Regions from separate parts of the Lactuca sativa genome. Here region 1 is linked to region 2. The links are chromatin contacts, called in public Hi-C maps. All regions are on one chromosome and are shown on one strand. The core of a region is the stretch at or near the end of the contact, and the rest is flanking DNA. Distances in the headings are between cores, read along the strand shown.

Region 1 (3,577 bases), core at 892-3,391, 240 kb before region 2:
CGAAAAAAGACGAGATACTGGCTAAATCTGCAAAACCGACCACAAAGAGTTACTAATAGAAGTTTTTGACGGTGTTCTATTTTTTTTATGAACAAAATTTAATTTCGAATTAAACTATAAAGTGACCCAAAATATTAAAACTTATAAGAGATTTCTCTTATAACATGAAATCATACATTACGCTACTTTAGGGAAGTTGACTGGAAATCCGTTAGAGCGTCAACCTTTTTTTTAACGGGAAAATGTTGAAAATCTCCAAGGAACTATTGCCTCAATCCCATTTCGGTCCTAAATTTGTCCATGGGGTTCTAAACTTTTTTTTTTTTTCAATTTGGTTCTTTAACTACTTTGAGTTCCCCTGTTGTTTGTCATTTTGTAATAGGAAAAATCGAAAAAACCGTCTCATTTTTGTTAGGAATTTTTTTTTTTGTCTCCACAAGGGGTCCTGGGTCCTTCAATTTTTTTTTTTTTTTTAATTTTGGTCCTTTTTACGGTTTTACCTAAACTATCCATTTCCTGATGACTTAAAACATGCATAAACATACACATGAATACATACACACACACACACACACACATATATATATATATATATATATATATATATATATATATATACACATGAATTTATATGCACATGCATACACATATACATACATACACATACACATACACATTTATACACATTCATTTACATATGAATTTACTTACACATAGATACAAACACAGAACCCATAGGTTCTAGGACAATTTAATTTCATATTTTCATTTCCGACTAATTATGTCCCTAGTATTTTCAGCAACATAATCTCAATACACATATATTCCAACCAATATGAAATCATGTGTCAGTTAATTACATTCTTTCATGTTTCTAAATCATCATGATGCATATATTATTGTCTCACCTTGGTGCATATTAGTATACACCCTAATATTTGTTATGCATGTAATATGACCTCACCTTCTTACATTAATAAACATCCAAATATATGATAAAATTCCTTTTGTTCAAGAAACCAGAACTTATGAAAGTCTTTAAAGTTTTGGACATTGAATTACATCATTGTCTTTATCTTTATCATATCTACCCTAATTCCTATATGATTTATTACATACCCCAAGAATTTGGGACTTCTCAAAATCCAAAAGTCGCAATCAAAAAGCTTCTGACTACACAAAAACTTCGTCTGAGGATATAAGCTATGTTATATAAACTTTCTTCTAAGTTCTTCCAATTTCTATTGGATAATGGCATTATACATGTAAATTCATCTGTAAGTTTAAAATATTGATGTGCCAAATAGATTTTAATTCAATTTGTAGAAACTGAATCAAAATAAACATCACCTGCGCCTCATTGACGAAGAAATCTCTGTAAGCACTGAAACCCTAGATGCTCTGCGCAAAATCTCTCAAATTCATGAACATCAGATCCGCCTTTCTCTCTACAAATCTCTTGTTCGATCCCCACAATTACGTCGTCCCAATCCCTCAAAAACCCATCCCAATTCGCCTCTCTTGCTTCACATATAGAGTCTAAGATCTCTTGCAACCCAACGATCCGTCGACTAACACTTCTCCTGAATTCTCTCACTGTCGGGTCAATCCCAGGAACCGAATCAAGCGTAAATAATAACTTCATCAACGCCTCATTGATCTTGATTCGTTCCCGATTGTTGCTTCGCACCGCATCAACTGTATCCTGCATTTGGATCAGTCGTTGTAGTTTATCGGCTTGGGAATCGACGGCTCTTACCTTGTTGATTAAGTTGCGGATTGCATGAGATCTGTAAGCTGATTGAATCTTAATAGCAGCGGTGGATTGACGATCAGAGAGGTGAAAAGTGATAGGGGTTTCGGTGGAAGTGGTTTGGGGATTAGCGTTAAAATTGTTATCTTCGAAGGCGTAAGTGACGGTGGTGGTGGTGGTGGTGTCGGCGGAGTAGGATGAAGAGGAAGAGTACAATCGGGTTCTTCGTGAAGATTTCATGGCAGAAAGCACTGCACAGAGATTGATGGTGATCGAAGTGTGAAAAGAGAGTGATGAGGATCGTATTTTTCTGATATTACGGAACAGGTGTCGGTAATTATTTATTCGTTGGTCACGTGACCGTTCTTATTTTAATGGATCGTCATTCTTTCGTCACATATATTACGAAAATAAAACTAAAACTTTGAAAATGATTTTCGTCTTCAGTGAGGTGGACTTAAAACATCATCAATGTTAAAACTGATAAAAAAAAACGCACCGCAAATAAAGCTAATCGCAAAGACTGCATAAACCGCAACTGATAAATCGCAACAGTAATAAAAACCAATGGTTAAGTTTTATGTTTTTTCAAAAACCACAAATTTGCGGTGCGGTGAGGTTATTAGTTTTCAAAAATCGTAAAAAAAACCGCACCGCATCGCATATATTATATACAACTTTTTTTATTAATTACTAATATATTAAATATTAAAAGTAAAACAAGTTTTATGAATAAAAGATAAATAAAATACTAGAAGATAAAAGTTTTGGTTTTTTTTATGTTTATCTTTGAAAAATGATGAAATTAGACAATTTTAAGAAATTATTGTTAATTAATATTGATTTGATCTTTTTAAGATATTAATTGTTTGTAATTTAAGTTAAATGTCTTATACCTTATGTTTTTTTTTTACTATAAGTAATTGGGAAGTAATTCGTACACAACAATTTTTTGTCATACACAACAATTTATGCATTACTGAGTTGCACAATACAATATTTTAAAGCAGCAATTGTTGTGTACAAATCATCTCCCTAAGTAATATGTTTGAACTCTTAAAACCGTTTGAACTCTAAATTGTAGTTAAAAAACACACAAAATAACCACACCAAATCCATTTGGTTAATAAGCGCAACACAGAAAAAACAAAATCTCATCGCAAAAATAACCATGTAACTATACCACAAAAATAACCGCACCAAGCGGTTTTGAAAATAGATTAACTGTATTTACGGTTAGTGGTGAAGTTTTAGCTCACCCTTAGTTAAAACCATCTTATTACTTAATAAAAATTGGGAGATTTATTATTAAATTAATTTTAATCTTTAATTATATTATATTTTCAATAGTAAATTTGTTATAATATCGTTTTCAAAAAAAAATAATTGATATGTCATCATCTATTTAAAATATTATGTAAACACAATTATTTGTTTAATCGTTTTTTAAATATATATTATATCTAAAATATCACAAACATACAAATCTTTATATATATAACCAAGATAACATAAGAAGGAAAATTTTGATAGATAGATAAGAAAATTTGTATATGTATAATTTTTTAGCAAACAAACGAAATAAATAATTACATAATTCAAAAATAAGATGATTCACAAGAAAAACATCATAAAAAAACACTTTCATGATTAATTTTAATGTAAATCAAGAAAAAATCATTTTATTACAATTTTAGTGAATATTAAAAAAAAATTATCGTAAAAATGAATCATCAAAACGTTTTTTCAGGACTTTTTTTTGTTAATCATGTTATTTTTTATTCATCTAGTGATTAATTTGTTTTGTTCGGCAAAAAAATATGT
Region 2 (3,467 bases), core at 353-2,852:
TGCTTACACGTGTTGCAAGGTGGCATGATACATGACACTTCCGAGAGCAAGTGCCATGTTTGACAAGTGAAGAACACTAAACCTTTTCTCGAAGCGTTGTAGTAATGAGCTAAAAAGCCCAATTAAGGCTAAAAGAATGCTTGGAACATTTGATATGGTGTTGTAAAACTCGGCTACATAAGAAGAATAAATGTAATTCTTTTCACACCATTCATGGGAGGAAGTGACTGGGCCCCAAAAACTCGATATACTATCTGCCATATAGAAGAACAAACTTATATCTTGTCACCACACATTAACTATATCATCACCCTTTGAAATGTAGTTGTAACTATCAAAACCAGCAACCGATTTTACCTACAAAAAAAGGGGGGAAATAATTAATCTTTATAAACTTCAACTAGCTATTCAATGAATAGAAAGAATCTTAACTGCTACAAAAGTCATAACACCTCCACTAACAAAAGTAAGTAGCATACTTTCACTCGACTTTATATCATCTTTATTCAGCTTTCAGCATCATAATCATTAAGCATCAGAATACAACGCATAACTTTTTCCTTATTGGGGAAAAACTAAGAACTGAAGTGACAATAGATAAAAGAGTGGCACTTAATCAGACAACAGGTGGAGATCAAAAGTAATTCCACTAGTCCTTTATTTATAAGAAAATCAACATCGATAAAAGTATCCCTCTCAAATTAAGACACTCGTCTTGGCTTGTTGGGATTAAAGTATATGTGACAGGTTTGTGCTTTTCAAGAAATTAACAAAGGATCAATGTCAAATCTGATAGAATTTATTGTGGAAGAGAGGGAGTATAATCTTCCGAAGCTGTAGTTCTTTTCACTTCTTTATACTAAACGCCCTTTACAACTTGAAATCCAACAAAGTAAATCCCTAAAACCATAAGCTAGTTGTGAAATACTTGAAGCAGTACTTGGGAGATCGGAATTTGAGGCATAGAATTGAAATGAATCCCAGTTAGTTAAAAACCTCAACTTATTTGCTCTGATTCAAAAGTCTAATCCGTGGAAACGGAGCTCCGAATATACCCTAAAGTCAAAATATTATCACACAAACACAAAAAAAGACCTTCAACTTCATCACAAAGTATTCCAAATTAGGGTTTAGCGATATCATAACAAAATCCCAACAAATACCTAAACCATCTCTCAGAACTTCAACCTGATCCCAGATCCAGTCATACAATTATTACTATATCATGCACGATTAAGCCACAGCTACAACCACTTCAAATATACAACTTCTTGATATAAATAAATAGTCTAAAAGGAAGAAAAATCTCAGCTAATTGCATACAAATTCATGAGTAACTCCGAAAACAAACAAGAAAAAAGAAAAACCGACCTGCATTCGCATTAGATCTCTCGTTCTTTAATCTCAAAATGTATCTACGTGTACGTAGATCACAGGTTTTCGTCTCTGATCTACGCTCGTAAGTTGTATCTGAATTAGGGATTGGATCGGAGCGATAGATAACGACGACCGTCTAGGAGGACCACGGTGTCCTTTTTATAGGGAAATCCAAGATGGGAGGCGACGTGACTACGTGCGCTGTAGTTCAAATTGGAAAATTCTTTGTTTCTCAAAAGAATTTATTTCCCATTTATCACTTTTTAATGTTTAGATGTATCTACATAGAAAAGAAAAAATGGGCTACATATAAATTAATTTTACTATAAATGACTATATTTATTTTGATTATTAAATTTAGATCAAGTAACTTTTGAGAATAACCAAAAGGGCTTTAAGGAAGAAAAAACGCTTTTCATTTGAATATCTTATTTTGTTTTACTTAATTATTATTTTGTTCTCATTTTACTCGTTTTTTCCATTTAAATAACAATAATGATGTTTCAACTTTTATTATTTAAGTTACAAAAATTAGGATATTCAGTTTTTGAAACGTAATTGGTTTATAATGATAAATATTGTGATATTTCTTTGGAAAAATTGTATAAAAAGAAACTAACTTTGTAAAAAAGTTTGATTTTTACAATGTGTTATTTTTTTTTTCAATTAAATTATAAAGTTTATAATTTTGTTTCAATTTTAAACAATTCTCCCGGTTATACTAGGCCACATAACCGGTTCTCATTTAAACTTTGTAACATCATTGAATGTTATTACCCTTTTGTCAAACAAGCATGTCATTTACTTTTTTGCCCTAATTACTCAAACACCACCATCCACCGATACCTCCGATGATTGAACAAAAATGAAGTGGGGCGCACAGGGATATGATCATCAGATTTTTTTTTTTTTTTTTTTTAAACGGCAAACTAACTAATCTAATCCTAAATAACCACTTATGTCTCCACCGAGACTTGAACCCCAGACCTCTAATATCAGATAAAACATGCATGGATCCATGGTATCTCATTTATGTTATTACGGTTTCATTCGACGATATTATTTGCAACAATTTTATACCTTTTCATACAAACTAAACATTTGTCACTTCAAAATTGATAGTGTTAATTAACATCCTATTTAGAATGATGATTTGTTTGATGTTTGCTAATTTTGTCCCTCAATGCTTGTTGATTTTGTTGTTATTATCATCTTCTTTAGCAGGAGAGTTTTGTTAAGGGCCAAAGTTGTTAAGAAACTTTTCATTAGATAAAATTTCTTGATTAGTAAGGGTCAAATGTAGCACCCGAGTCGTCATATATGAAGTTAATCGATAATAAGAAACGTTTCTTGAAGATTTCCATAAAATAACTTTTACTTATTTTTAAGGTCCAATGTTGTTTAACAGAACTGTTAAGGTCTAATGCTGTTAAAAATTTAACAAACAGTTATTGACTTACTGTAACACCGAAAATTTCAAAGCAATTTTTCATTTAAAAATAATCGTTTAATTCAAAAAAAACACTTTGCTTAAAATCTCATTCATAATCGAATTACAAAACATAACTCCATTTTCACTTGCATAATAAACCAGGATCCTCAAAATATGACTCTTTCTTTGGTGTGTACAATCGAGCCGGTGCCGTCCCGTGATCCTGAGAGAAACCTGAAACACATAAAACAAAACACTGTAAGCACGAAGCTTAGTGAGTTCCCCAAAATACCACACATAACACATATTAGCCACTCGAGGCTATAACTCTGTGGGTCCGTGGACCCTACTCTGTGAACTTTCCGGTTCTAACTTTGTAAACATGCACAGCATAAATCACATAGAATAATGCAGTACAACACATAACATACACATCATACAAATACTCTGTCACATAACTCTGGTTACGTACTCAAGGTAAAGTGTAGTGAGAAGACTCACCTGACAATCATAAAACAATTATCTGCACATGCGAACCTCGGACTCGCCACCGCCTAACACATAAGGCAAATATCTCTAATTAATACTCGAAGTCCCAACTCTAATTAACCGGCGATTACTCTTTCCCTCTCTAGTCAGGTAATGGGTAAAAGACCAT

Evidence for each region. A called contact is a pair of places that touch in the nucleus more often than the background predicts.
Region 1: a contact with region 2 is called in a Hi-C map of leaf, with 4 times the contacts expected there. The contact joins the promoter of LOC111883031 here to the promoter of LOC111883006 in region 2. A contact is called at or near these places in 2 of 4 Hi-C or Micro-C datasets (leaf and seed).

What each region holds. Positions count from the first base shown.
Region 1 is chr4:102,146,414-102,149,990 of Lsat_Salinas_v11, reverse strand. LOC111883031 (BAG family molecular chaperone regulator 5, mitochondrial) reads right to left here and starts at 2,141. Exons shown (of 1, transcript XM_023879390.3): 1 at 982-2,141. The coding sequence starts at 1,993. The coding sequence ends at 1,358.
Region 2 is chr4:101,904,064-101,907,530 of Lsat_Salinas_v11, reverse strand. LOC111883006 (alkaline ceramidase) reads right to left here and starts at 1,602. Exons shown (of 4, transcript XM_023879375.3): 1 at 1,372-1,602; 2 at 433-582; 3 at 8-357. The coding sequence starts at 261.